Linked DNA regions of Mus musculus: region 2 is linked to region 1. A link is a contact called in public Hi-C data. All regions are on one chromosome and are shown on one strand. The core of a region is the stretch at or near the end of the contact, and the rest is flanking DNA. Distances in the headings are between cores, read along the strand shown. Region 1 has its middle 49 kb from the start of Stxbp5l. Region 2 overlaps Rabl3 (RAB, member RAS oncogene family-like 3).

Evidence for each region. A called contact is a pair of places that touch in the nucleus more often than the background predicts.
Region 2: a Hi-C map of cortical neurons shows a contact between it and region 1, with 2.0 times the contacts expected there. The contact joins two enhancer-like sites. A contact is called at or near these places in 2 of 39 promoter capture datasets (embryonic stem cells and stem cell-derived epiblast-like cells), 6 of 484 Hi-C or Micro-C datasets (cerebral cortex, cortical neurons, embryonic stem cells and 1 more) and 1 of 9 other capture datasets (pancreatic islet).

What each region holds. Positions count from the first base shown.
Region 1 is chr16:37,430,346-37,437,362 of GRCm38.p6, reverse strand. No RefSeq gene overlaps it. Among named protein-coding and RNA genes, the nearest start is that of Stxbp5l, 49 kb to the right of the region's middle. Within about 2 kb of position 3,717, at least 13 of the 459 cell types and tissues checked have an H3K27ac peak or open chromatin away from gene starts, as enhancers often do. A contact at or near this core is called in cortical neurons, where this site is marked.
Region 2 is chr16:37,561,563-37,568,579 of GRCm38.p6, reverse strand. It overlaps Rabl3 (RAB, member RAS oncogene family-like 3), which reads right to left. Exons shown (of 8, transcript NM_001042499.1): 5 at 4,814-4,964; 6 at 1,189-1,260. Among named protein-coding and RNA genes, the nearest start is that of Hgd, 15 kb to the left of the region's middle. Within about 2 kb of position 2,484, at least 23 of the 459 cell types and tissues checked have an H3K27ac peak or open chromatin away from gene starts, as enhancers often do. A contact at or near this core is called in cortical neurons, where this site is marked.

The DNA.
Region 1 (7,017 bases), core at 2,468-4,967:
TAAAATTTTTGTTTGTTTTGACAAACAATAAGAGGCAAAACAAAAAAAAAAAACAATCCCCCCCCCCAAACTTTAACTAGGCTGGGAAAATATATTAGCCACACCAGCTTGATGAACTAGTTTTGATCAGTCATATCCATGTAAAATCCTAGGTGCGCCTGTATCCCAGCACTTCTCCATGGATATTCGAGGCAGAGGCAAGGGAATTAGTTGGTGTTGCCCTCCAATTAAGGTTGAAGCCTACCATTGTCTGGATAGCCTTCTGGGTTCATTGCAAAATGGCTGACTCCCTTTACCAGCAGGGCTTCTCCTTCTCTGATTTTGTCGGGGGAGTTTAAAACCCCAACACACCTCTACCTGTGGACTGTCAGGTAGCCTTGGTAAAGATTACAGGTTAGGCTTCCTTTCTCCTGATAGGAACCTGTTCAGCACCTAGGATTCCTGATGTTTCTTCTCATGCTAATGAGGCGTATCAGTACCTTAACTTTCCGCTAGTGACCTCTGCCCACCCTGGATGTTATTACTGTGGGTACTCACAGGGGTTCCGAACCCCCACCCCTATCAATCATCTCTGCTCTATTTGCTCTCATGGACCAACATTGGCTGAAGATCTCTGGGGGCGGGGGGGGGGGGGGGAGGCTCAGAAAGAAGCTCTTGGGTCAGCTAACCTGAAGTACTGTGCACCGCAGCAGGAAACAAGGAGACCCAGTTTTAAGATGGTAGAACTGACTAAGGTGAGAACTGACTCCTCATAGTTGTCTCTAACCTCCACATGTGCATGCAAATGTATAATGTTAAAAACCTTAAATAAACGTACTGGGCGTTTTCCATCCATTTTAGATTTTCCTAAATTCATAGGTTATAAATTAATATTTGTAATTTTCCTCTTTACCCACATTTAACCCCAGTCACATACACATGCATGACTAAACAATCTATTAGAACAATCTTCAATATATCTCTGGTAACTTTTTGGTAGCAAATAACTGGCTCCCATATTGCTTGGGTACAGTGACCACAGAGGTGGTCATGTGACTTAAAGAGAACCGATGTTTAGGCTGGCAAACCAATTAGTATCTCTCTCTCTCTGACTCTCTGTCTCTCTCTGACTCTGTGCGTGTTTCTCTTTCTGTCTCTGTCTCTGTCTCCTTCCCTTCCTCCCTCCATCTCCCTCCTGTCAAGAAACCTAGAAACTGAGAACGTGGGTAGATGAATGATGTTTACGGTGGAGACTGAGAGTGACCTTAACTCAGGTCCTCTGATTTGTTTGATGCTTGAGACCTCTTGATGCGCAGGAGTTCAAAGTCCTCATGACAGCTCCCACAGTCACTCTTGCTTAAGCCATTTTACCATTCCCACCTCCACAAACAGTTTTGTCCTAATACAAAGACTCAAAGGAATCCCAAGGTTGAGATTAAGCTTTAAAACATAACTCACAAATAACCACACTGATAAACCTTTAAAATACATGTAATTCTGTACAGCCTCTTTTTTTTTTTTTTTTCAGAGCAGAGGACAAAGTCTGTGCCACAAAGAGAGGTCTGAGTAGAGAAAGAAAGACAGTCAGGAACGTAACTGCCTCCATGATTCATGTGAAGTTTACTTTGAATTTTCTGAAAGTAACATTTTCATTTAAGTATGATTGAGTGCATATATGTGAATATATCCATATTAAAAAGTGGTTACAGCCTTACTTAGAAAAAGAAAGAAAGGAGAGGATATGGGGGATGGAGAGATGGCTCAGTGGTTAAGAGCTCTGACTGTTCTTCCAGAGGTCCTTAGTTCAATTCCCAGAAACCACATGGTGGCTCACAACCATCTGTAATGGAAGCTAATGCCCTCTTCTGGTGTGTCTGACGACAGCTACAGCATACTCACATACACAAATACGGTTTTTTAAAAAAGAAGAGAAGGACATGGGACCTAGGCACCAAATTCCATGATACACACAGGAACCAAGCAGTTTAAAATTTACCCCCACGATAGTAAAATATGCACACAAAGAATGAACATTGTCTAATTTTAAAAGAGAGACTTTAAATAAATGTCTTTATTTTCCATTTTCTTCAGCTATTTTAAGTATTCTCAATAACTACTCCTCCCCCCAAAAAACACTCTAAACTCACGGATTTCTAAATAAGGGAAATCTTAGTAGCTTTCTGAATTGTAATCAGATTTCTTTTTTTAAATTATTTTTAAAATTTATTTATCTTTTTGTTTGTTCATTTGTTAAAGATTTATTTATTTATTTAATGTATATGAGTACACTGCAGCTGTACATATGGTTGTGAGCCTTCATGTGGTTGCGGGTGGTTGTGAGCCACCATGTCGTTGCTGGGAATTGAACTCAGGACCTTCAGAAGAGCAGTCGGTGCTCTTACCTGCTGAGCCATCTCGCCAGCCCCTGTAATCAAATTTCTATGTGTGAGCATTTCAATCATTCTTAGTTCTCTGAAAATTCCAAGCAATGTGGTTGGAAGTGTGACTTATTCTCCTCTTCACTCTCACTCAGCTTTGCTTTGAGCATCGGCTTCTGTGGATGCACCCGTGGATTCAGGATAACGGTCCAGCTCCTTCTAAAGGGACTGCTTAGTGTTGGAGAGCTCTATGTTTTCTGGAACTACATTTCTAAGTAGGGCTCTGTGTTCACTGTAAGGTGTGAAAACGGGCTGTTGATGTGAGGAAACATACCTATCTATAATCCCATGGCAGAAGGATCGCAAGTCTGAGGGCTGTATAACGGGACCCCATTGTAAAAATTAAGATACATGAAAATGCATTTATAAGTTGAGGCAGCCTCAGGTTATAGAGGAGAGGCCCACTTGTGTGCCTTACTTCGTGGACCAGGTCTGGCCACCCCACGGGGTGGCTTCTGAGTAGCCTTCATTAGGACAAAAGCCAAACACCTTTGATAGAAAATAATTGGAAATCAAAGGCTAAATGACCAGTAAATGACAAAAAAAAAAAAAAAAAAAAAAAAAAAAGAAAAAAAATCATCCCCGTGTCTCTGAGGAAGCAAAGCAGTAAGGTGAGATACTGGCTATACACAGTCAAGATAAGATGGCCTTGTGTTCAAACTTGGTTACTGAAGGGAACTTCCTAAGGCCCGAATTGCAGCTTACTATTTTCCCACAGAGCTTCTTGACCTTTCTAATTCTTAATTTTCCCATCAGAAGAGCCGTGTGGCAATAACAATACCCCTCATACTTTTTGCTTTGAGAATTAAACATGATAATATACGTAAAATGGTTTGTATTCTACCTTATGTGTGACAAGGGCTTTATATTGATCCAAGTGTTGGCAGTCTAGAAGAGAGACATGCAGTGAAGGTGGGCACAGGGCCAGGGTTGGAGTGTGCAGGGGGCCACTGGGGTTAGTATACCCTGACTGTATCTCACTGTGTCTGGCATGAAGGAAATCCATGCTTCTTTGACTGTGCAGCCACACCAACATATGACAAAATAAGAAATCTGGAGAGCTATGAAAGCAAAGAACAGCTGTGTCTTTTCTCTTCTGTTTAGCTTATTTTTGCTCCTTGTGAAGACCCCTCTGGCTGCTGAGATTAAAAGCAACATCTTCTCCCATACCCCCATACCATCAACCCTTCCCAATTCCCTTCTTCCAGTGAACCAGGAGTTCTAAGCAGCAGCTCTTGTGACAGAATATCTGACAGGCTGGCTCCCGTGTGCTGGCACCTCTCCATCCCTGCCCATCCCTGTCTCAGTTTTGGCTTCCCTCCTCCGACTTCTCTGCATAGCAGCAGAGGGTGTGCAAACCACTCTGCCCAATGGCTGACAGACCTGCAGGCAGCCTCTGTGAAGGAAGTCAGACTGTGCTTCAGAACATATTTGGAGGACATTACTTCTGGTCGCCAGTGACAGCTTTAGGGTTTGCATTTTGTTATCAGTAGGCTCTCAGTGGTCTCTTTTCTGGTTAGTAATAAGTTTGGTTTTCTTCTAAGGCTTTTAAACCACTATCTTGTTTTGTTTTTTTAATCCTCTCTTCTCATCTATCTCCTTGTTTATTTTTGTCAGGAAATACATATTTTAATATGTTAGGGTATAAAATCCTTTCTAAAATTCAATGTATATATGAAAATCATGATTTGTTTTGGGGGAAGGTTCCACTTAATAAATTCAAGGCCTCTGGGTGGGGGAAAATATCTTTAATAAGCCCACATATGATATGCAAATAGACATCTGTGTGATTACACACATAGGGTCCTACCTGTTGCTCGTCACCTTGCAGTATGGTAACTCCAGATTCAGAGCTTACAGAACACTATGAGCACTCTGGCTGACTGACTCTTCTATCCTAAGACTTTATTGCTAAATAAAATCTGGAAAATCATGACACTGGATGAATCAGGAGTGTCGGGAGATATGAGAGAACAATATCACACTCTGAGAATGTAAAATACTCAAGAAAAACTGTAGCAGTGTCTTATAAAGAGCAAAACGGGAGCTGGAGAGATGGTTCAGTGGTTCAGAGCATATAAACACATTATATTTTTATGAGACTCTTGGTGGTGGTGACTGAGGGATTCATAATGTAAGGATTAAACCAGAATCTAACAAAGGTGCCCCAGAAATTCTGTGGCCAGAATGCGTAAGTATAGAGAGAGGAATTGTGTTGGCTCTGAACTTCTCCATCCTGATTCAGCAGGAGAAACTCTGTCCTATGAATCTTGTGTTTTGTGCTGCATGCTCTTTGTTGGCCTGTTTTCTTTTTCTTTTCTTTCTTCTTCTTCTTTTTTTTTTTGGTTTTCTTTTCTTTCTTTTTTTTTTTTTTCCTTGCCTTGCTCCATGTTGCGTAGGAGACTGTTTTCTGATAAATCCCATCAGCTGGGTTTCCTTGTCCTCTAGTATTTCCCTGGGACCAGCCAACCAGAGAAGTATCACGGACACTGAAGGCAAAAGGGGAAGAAGTAGAACATAAGCTCCCCTGACGCTTTCCTTTTGAGGCTGTGGTTTGACAATGGTTGTTTACATCTACCACAGTGCAGTTTTTATCTGGCAGCCCTCTACTCCAGCTATAGCTTCTCCTCCTCTAGGTTTTGGCAACCATTCTGCCCACCCCCAACCCCCATCACCTTTTGCTTCTTCATGTTCAGAGGAAGCAGTGAACTTTTCAGTCTTGAAGAATTCCCATCTTCCTTTATTGGTTTCCCTCTCCACAAGGAGAGCCTTGGGAACAATCCCTGCATTAAAGAGCTTGATAGTCACTCTTTGAAGCTCTCTGCCTGTGTTTGTGTTTGCCACGTGAGCACTGTTGTTGACTGAGTCTTCTATCGTAAGAGTTTTGTTTGGTAAAAGATTTTACTGCCAAAGAAAGTGTGGGAAACCATGACACAGGATGAATCAGGAGCACTGGGAGAAGCTAGAGAACAAATAGCACGCTCTTTGTGAATATAAAATACTCAAGAAAAGCTGTAGCAATGTCCTATTAAAAACAAGAATGAGAGCTGCAGAGATGACTCAGTGGACAAGAGCTTATAAAGAATATACTGTTTTTGCAGAGGACCCAGGTTTGGTTCCCAGTACCTATTTGAGAGTATTCACAGTTGCCTATAATTGACTCCAGCTCTAAGGGGTCCAATGCCCTCTTCTGGCCTCCATGGGTGCCTGCACTCACGTGTACCTGGACTTATGTCTACATACCCATACCCACACTCAGACTCTTGCAATACACATAATAAGAAATAAGACAAATCTTTTATAACTACAATCACACTGAATCAAGTATTTTATCAGTCATTTTAAAATTCTACTAGAAAATACACTTTATCTAGTCTAAATTTAGTATCTAAAAAGGCACACATTCCCCCTAAGTTTTAACCATTTGGTTCTTCCATAAATTGAATGCTTGACTGCACAGAAGCAGGTAAAGGCTAGCAATATGTCTCTTAGTCAGTTTATATTTTGTTCATGCACCCATTACCCTCTGTAGGAAAGCCCCCTGATTCCTATTCAAATATCTTCTAAGGCCAGAAGCCCCTTCAGCTGTTTTTATCAAGGGTGGGCCTGGGAATTGACTTGATATGCTATATCACAGTCAAGTGTGAACATTTGGAATCAAGTCTAAAGCGAGGGATCTGTGATGGAGGATATATGATATTGAATGGAAGAATCTTGGAAAGTGGAGCTTTCTGAATTGATGGGGAGACAGCTTTTATAGGATACTTGCCAGTCTAAATGATGCAGGCTTCTAACCTGCTGTAGATAGCTATTACATATTTTCCGTAGAACCATGGAGAAAGGATATTGTAGCATGAGATTCTATCAGATCTTACCTATGGACAGCTGTCTTTGGGGTTGCTAATAGTTCACTGGAATACTTATTTTTCAGAGTCTAGATACTCCACCCAACACCTAGAACCATCAGCTGTACTTGGGAACATGGTTAGATGTGCAATTTCTTGGTCCTTACCACAGACTTACTACATGAGAAAGTTCAAGGTACTCTCTCTTTTAGTAAGTCCTTCAGTGGTTATGATACATACTAAAGTTTGAGAACAGCTCACTAGAACACTGGCAATTCTAATCTAGGCCTCATGGGAAAACACATAGTAATTCTTTAGTGACATCTTCCATGAATATGAAAGAGAGAGAGATGGCAGCAGTGCATCATAGATTTGGTAATCCCCCTCCTAGATAGAGTGGATAAATACACTGAAACATTGAAAACAGCTGCTCAGAGAAAGTCCAAAGAGTTAGATCTAGGCATTGACAGAGAACACAGTGGCTCCTCACATAGAGGATGGGGTGGCAGTAATTTGGAAAATATAAGCTTTACTCTATACTTATAAAAATGGGTGTGCAATAAATACAATGCTTATTGCAACATGCAAACAATAATTCTCATATATTCAGCATTCTCCCCTCTCATCCCATTATGCTTGTCAGTTGAGTCTATAGATCCTTCTGCACAGAATCTGTGTGAGGGGTGAGGACGTGAAGCAAGAAGAACCCAAAAAGAAAGACTGTCATACAGGAGCAAAGAGAGGCAGGAGGATCG
Region 2 (7,017 bases), core at 1,235-3,734, 130 kb before region 1:
GGCTATGCTAGTCTAAAATCCATTGTTTCTCTAGGATGTGACTTAAGAGCTCTTAGCTTTAAAAACACTTAAAACACATAAACGTATACTATGTGGCCTTTCCAGATCAAACCCAGATCTATAGGATGCTGTTTTAAGGGACAGGGTTTTGTATTAGATGGGGACACGGATCTAAACCAAGCAGATGCTGCAACATTTTAGATTTGAAAACAATATGGAGAGAATATATAGTTCCTTGTACCACTTCCCAAGAAAAGGCTAATATCTGTGCAGCCTAGCAAGGGAGAACAGAGACTGTCACTTTCCCAGGCCCTAGCTAGACGGTAGGCCTCTGAGAACCACAGTCCCCTACTGGATATATATATATTCCATAAGGAACATCTGTAATTTTAAAACTTTATTTATTTTATGTTTATTTATATGTATATGTGCAGTGTGTGTACCTGCTTGCTTGCATGTGCACCACAGAGGCCAGAAGAGGGTAGTGGATCGCTGGTGCTAGAGTCACAGGTGGTTGTGAGCAGCTCTCTGTGGGTTTGGAGACCTAAATCTGAGTCCTTTGAAGGAGTAGCAACTGCTCTTAACCATTGAGCAATTTTTCCAGCATTGACTAGACCTAACATAGAGATGATTTTTTTCAGTAATTCATGCAGAACAAAGTCCTATATTGCGCTGCTATGCGAAATGGGCAGGAGGTAAGGCAGCTGCATAGCCTGGAGATGCAGATGAGCAGGGCTCCAGCTCAGTGTCAGGAGGGTGCAGATGTTCCTCACAGGGAAACAACAGACTCCAGGAGACAGCTTAGCTTTACAAAGTAATAGCGACATTTACATGGAAAATATTCATAGCTGAGAGAATAAAGGGCTTTAACCTCTGTTCGGTGCCTCTGGAGAGACGTAATTACACAAAGCACTAAACAACAGCTGACTATAAACTGTTTTGAGGAAGACTCCTATCTTTTTAAGAACCCCCACTCAATCCAATAGCCTTTACTCTTTGCTTAGAGAGCGCTAGCGATGGAGTAAGTACGTCAGCAGGCCTTGAGCAATTATTCCAACAGATAAGAGAGATCAAAACAGGTATTCAGGCTGTGAAGTTTTGGGCAAAGGAACAAAAGGACACAGCATTCTACAAAGAGTTTAAGCTATCATATGTTAAGTTTAAAAATAACTTAATTGAAGCCATTACCTTATCAAAAAATCTACTGAGCTTGACAGCATTGGAGGAGCCTGCAGCTGAGGACCGTGGGTTTGTGCAATCCTGGAAGACAAAGGCGCACAGAGAAAAGCCAGGAGTGAGGCTCCAGTGCCATTCTGTATAAGTCATCGGAATGCTCACAAAATACAAAGCAATACTCAGATTATGATACGTGAGCAGGAAGGCAAAGAAGGTGCAGCCATTTAGTCCTGTCATCTGAGCAATATTGGAGGATACTAACTCCACACACCCATCATTAATTACTAGCATATTGTTAACAAAACCAAGGGACTGATCAGGTGACCTGCATATGTTAACAAAATCACATCAACAGGATTTATGTAAACACGTACTGCAGACCAGGGACTAAGTGTTTAACGAGTTAAGAACTATGCAGTCTGTATAATAGTTGGAAACATGAAAATAAGATTTAGCCAAAGAACAAACAGTTGTAAGGAATTTCTCCCTTTCTTCATATAACAAAAGGCATACTGGTTCTGATAATAATAGATATATTATCTAGGAAGATTCTTTACGTAGGAAGCACAGAGCTCAGAGGAGGCTGCACAGCCTGGGACACTAAGTCATCACAACACCTTGTAAATAACAGCGAGTCAGCTTTGATCTTTACCTCAAATGCCACCAAGACCAAATTGTACAGGTATCATTCAGACTCCTTCATAAAGATAAGTGTCTTGCAAGCATCTGTGGGCCCTCCGTGCCTCTTGAGCAGTTTCTGAAATGATTCTTGCTGTAACAGCCAGGCCCACATATTTCCTTCTAATCCATTTAGTAGCAATGTCAACACAGCATTTCAAGGATTGCCCTTTAAACAATGGCAGCAACTATAACAGTTCTCACCCCCCCCGCCCCCCCCCCCCGCCAGGAGTGGGGAGGTAGGAAAGGGGGCTAACTGCTTATAATTACAATAGTTTCCAAAGATCATAAAATACTAGGGGAATCAGCATCTTGGAGGCCAGTAATCTCTGTCTTCAAGTATCTGTGCCAACGTTTCCAGATTGTGTACCCTGCTTAAGTCATTATGGCTCTAAAGTTGGGCTTACTCATTTGTGAAACGGAGATGATTCTATTCAGAGTTTTGTGAAATGCAAAGAGGTACTGCACGCCTGTCACACAGCAGGCACTGGGGCATCAGTTCTCTTTCTCATTGTTACAAATGCTATCAGACTGAATTTTCAAGCACAGAAACATTTAATTTAATACAGATAATCCCATGTGTGGATTAACTACCCGGGTATCTCACCGTGTACACACTGCTGAATTTGCAATAATGTTTGAACACATTTCTGTACCAGTTGGGACAGATGAGAAATCAACCTTAGACCTGCATTAGATGGTTTTGCGAAATGGTTATTGATTACCTCATCAGAACATTTAATGACGACTCTAAGTAAGAGTTAAAATTACTAAATAAAAAAAAACCCTAAATCAAATGGCAATCAAACAAGTTGCCATCTCCCCCATAAAATTAACTACTGGGCTCCACAATTTAGGTTGAGCAGGAAATCTGAAACTACATCCTTTTTAGGATGAAAATTTTGGAGCTGAAAAAGCCATCTGCCATTGATCATGGCTGAGGGAGAGCCTGAAAATCAGAAGCTCTAAACAGCTTGTGTGAATGTGGAAAACGACCAGAAACTAAATAAACACACATGAGAAAATAGACTATATACGTAATAACCCTAGTGCCTACTTTTAGTTAAATAATTTGCATTTACAAAGGCATAGAGAAATCCTGACTCCACTCTTGATACATGTGTGTTGGATTCAGGCTTCTTTGTAGGCGTAATGGTGAGCTAGCACTAATGCTACCACCATATTAGTCTCAGTTTGAGGTTCTACGTTTGCTTGTCTGACTCTATTTTCAATTCTCATATTCATCTGCCTTCCTGCACTTTAATTTTTTGTATCCTCATTAGCCACTTCTAGTATTGTTTCTGTTGTGTTGTGAAAGGACACACTGACAAACTAAAGACATGTCATATGTAAGTCCTTGGGAGACTGTCCTACTGCTTATCTTTTGGTTTTGCTAACAGCTGAAGCCGGCCTAGCCTCTGTAAGATAAGGACAAATAATGTGTCTAGCTGGTTGTCAGAGACACCAGTAGGCACTAGACAAAGATACATTCAGAAACATATTCAAGTTACTACTGGAACTAAACATGCATATTTAATGGCAAATAATGTGCAAATAAAGTCACTGCAGCACTAATCTACAGAGATAGCACACTTTTATAATCTATATGGTAGGGAGCCACTTGAGCACTAGGATCCAACACTGACTACCGGGGTATTTACATTGACCATTCCATGGTGGTAAATGCAAACAGGGGGCACATTCCACTGTACAATAAAATATAAGAAACAATGGAGGGCAGGCAGAGACTGAACCAGACAGGTAGAGGCAATGTTTACAGATGTTAATTCACTGAGCAAAAGGTATCAGACTCACTTGAATGATCTGGCGGAGGCTCCAGCTCAGTGGTAAAGTGTTTCTCATGTGTAAGGCTCAGTACCACATTACAAAACAAAGCATTAACAGTGAGCTCCTGCCAGCATTCTGAGCACAAAGCTCTGACTTGAAGAGCAGTCATTATAAACATTCATAGGTGCTGTTGGTAATATAACTATGCAGTGAGCTTTGGGTAACTGTTGATATAAATGATTTCAAAGCACCTTCATTTTAAATCTTAGTTGAAGGGTAATCAAGTGGGAAAGGGACTTAAGTTGTATAGTCGGAGCGCCTTATTTGACTTCATCTTTAAAATGGAGCTAGAAGTACCTACATTACGTGTGATGTGATACCTGTAAACCTTACAACTGCATCTGGAGAACAGCTGCCCTCCAAGTGCTGGCCACTGGCTCAGTCAGCACTGCACACCTGAACAACAGTGTACTGACAGCGTGGCAATCCTGCTTATGAGCATCGATAACTCATCTCCACCTCCGAGGCTGCGGGCGAGGTCTTGTTCTGGGGAGTGGGAATTGGTTTATATGCGTTGTTTCCTAGCTCGTTAGCATTCTGTTCTAATTAAGCTAGCTATCACAGAGTTTCTATATGTAAGACTTTATATACATCAGTCCTTATGACACATTCCTGGTTTACAGTGTGCAACTTCCTCATACATCTGCTTGTGTGCCCTTCAAATTAAGCAGTTGTGGTAAGCAGTTAAGAGGTTTTTTTCTTTCATTTTACTTATTTTATTTTATTTTGGTTTTCTGAGACAGGCTTTCTCTGTCTCCTGGAACTCACTCAGAGATCCATCTGCCTCTGCCTCCTGAGTGCTGGGATTAAGAGCTTTTTTTTTTTCTTCCAAAAACAACAATAACCAATGTATGCCTTAATTGATAGGATTATTTTGAGTTTGGTATGCTTTTTAAGTTTTTTCAAAAAAGAGGCTATGATTTGTACTATTCGCAGAATATAGCTTGAGGATTCCAACAGCCCAGTGTACAAGTTCAAAGTGAAAGAGACCTTCATGTGATAGTCTAGACAGGCTGACTCTGATTTGTTCTGGATTGGTGAGCTGCGGATTTGAGTATAAAGCTGCTTTGCCTAGAATATAACCTAGACACACATTGGTGAAAGTACATACCAAATTAATCTCTTCAGCATTGAAGTCCTCAGCCAGGAAAGCAGTCCTGATTAAAACTTCATGGCGCTTGGTTTCATGAATCTGGTCCAGTTTAGTCCCTATTACCAACAGTGGGATTTGGTTATCAGCAAACTGTTCTCGGTCATAATCCCTGTGGTAAATAACCATGAAGAGGAGAATAGAATTTACCTTCCCAACGTAGATGTGTATTCTTTAAATGCAAGGTGCTTACACAACTTTAGTGATAATTAACTTATTGCTGCTCATCGTCACCTATAAATCTTTTTTCTCCTGCTATCTTTAATGTATCTTCATGATCAGCCCATCATCTATTGAATTCCAACTCTTCATCTTATTATTCAAAGTCTGTTTCTGTGTCTCTTTATAGCAGATAACTAGGATGGCTGAGGGCCTACCAAGTACACCATGATCATGTGACTCAAGTGTCCATAATGCAGTGTCTTCAGTAGGTAACAGCTTCAAAAATTTTCAGTGTGAAAGAAGGAAGTAGATTTAAAGCTCAGTGTGTGGAAAACCCAGGAGCCTAGCAAGGAATGCAGGCACTTCATGCACAAATCCTCCAGCTTGCATATGTATTCCTGGCTATGAGTAATTAAAAAAACCTTTTCAGAGTGAAAAGAGCTGGGGAAGCGGCGCCTGAGTGAGACACAGCTTGGATGGAAGCGGAGGAAAACTGCTGAAATGTTAAAAGCATGATTCTAAAAGGCAAGACGACCAGTACCAAAGAATTATCCTTACATGACAGTCATAAGAGACAGAGGATCGGCCATCAGAATCTCTTAGTGTTAGAAGGGGGTCTATTATAATTCAGTTTCTTCCCATTTTTACCCAAAGGATTGAGTAGCAATTACAAATGATAGTTCTCACTACTGAAAGGAACATAAAGTCCACTGTTGTTAATTAATTGAAATTCTATTTGCCTATTAGAAGCAAAGTAGATCTAGACTTCTAACACGTTATAAGTTCAATTTACAGCAGTCAGCAAACCTGCTTTTGAACAATCGATGCTGTATAATCCAATCAATAAAACCCACTGGAGCGCGGCTCCTTTTCCGGCTTAGCACTCCTCTGTCTTTTGGAGCACTCTAACTGAGCTGGGCGGAGAGGGTCACTCACTAGGTCTCCCCACCTTTCACACTCATCTTGCAGAGCCTCAGCTGTAGTTGTGTCTCAGAACAGAGTTGTTTTGAATTTACATATCTGTTTTATTTGTATGGAAACCAACACAAGTTCAAGGCCTATGAACTAGTACCTGGTTACCTACATACTCCTCACTTGGGAGACATGGTTTGGATTGAAATTTAAATTATAGAGAATAAGGTTTTCAGGGTACCACCCTTCAGGATTATTTCTTTTTCTTATATTCACAAATTCTTTCTTGAAAAGTTTTGTGTTTTCTATCAAATACTATCTTTAATATACATAATCTCTGCTATTTAAAATCGTATATACTCTTTTGTAGATTACCATGTAAGTATATATACCTTGATCTTTCATTTTTCTTTTTAGCTTTTCATTTTTTCAAGAACTATATTCATTGAAACACAGATGTATATAATGACTCACCTCTTAAATATTAACTTTAAAAGAAAATTATACCACATTGTCTTTGATGTTTCTTATCACCTCTTTCACTAAAAATCATACATCCAATTGAAATTAGACCTGGATATAATCATTATGTGAAAAACTGACGGAGAATTTTATTATGGACAGCTATGGCTAGAACTTCTCTAAAAAACACATAATTTTATATGCACAATAATTCTCTGAGAAACGAAAACAGCAGCTATGCATACTCTTAATACTATAACTAAAATAAAGAAGGTTTAAGATGCAAGAAATAAAAGATACAATAGGGCTTTCGATTTGCTGTTTTACTTTTTAAAGTGGTGCTAAGGATGAACCTAGGTCCTTATGTATGCTAGGGAAATGCTCTACTGAGCTAGAGCTACAGCCCTTTTCATGGATGCTGTATGCAAATACATGCACACTCCTTTACACGCTCTCTTGCACATTACAAGGGAAATGATGTATATTCTCTGCATCTTGATTTGCATTCTCTGTAGATCTCTATTTTCCTACATAGAAACATTCCTGATGCTTTCTTAAATAGTTAAAGTAGAGTATTCCAGAATATAACTAGACCATTATTTATTTAACAGACTTTCTTTTGGACCTCA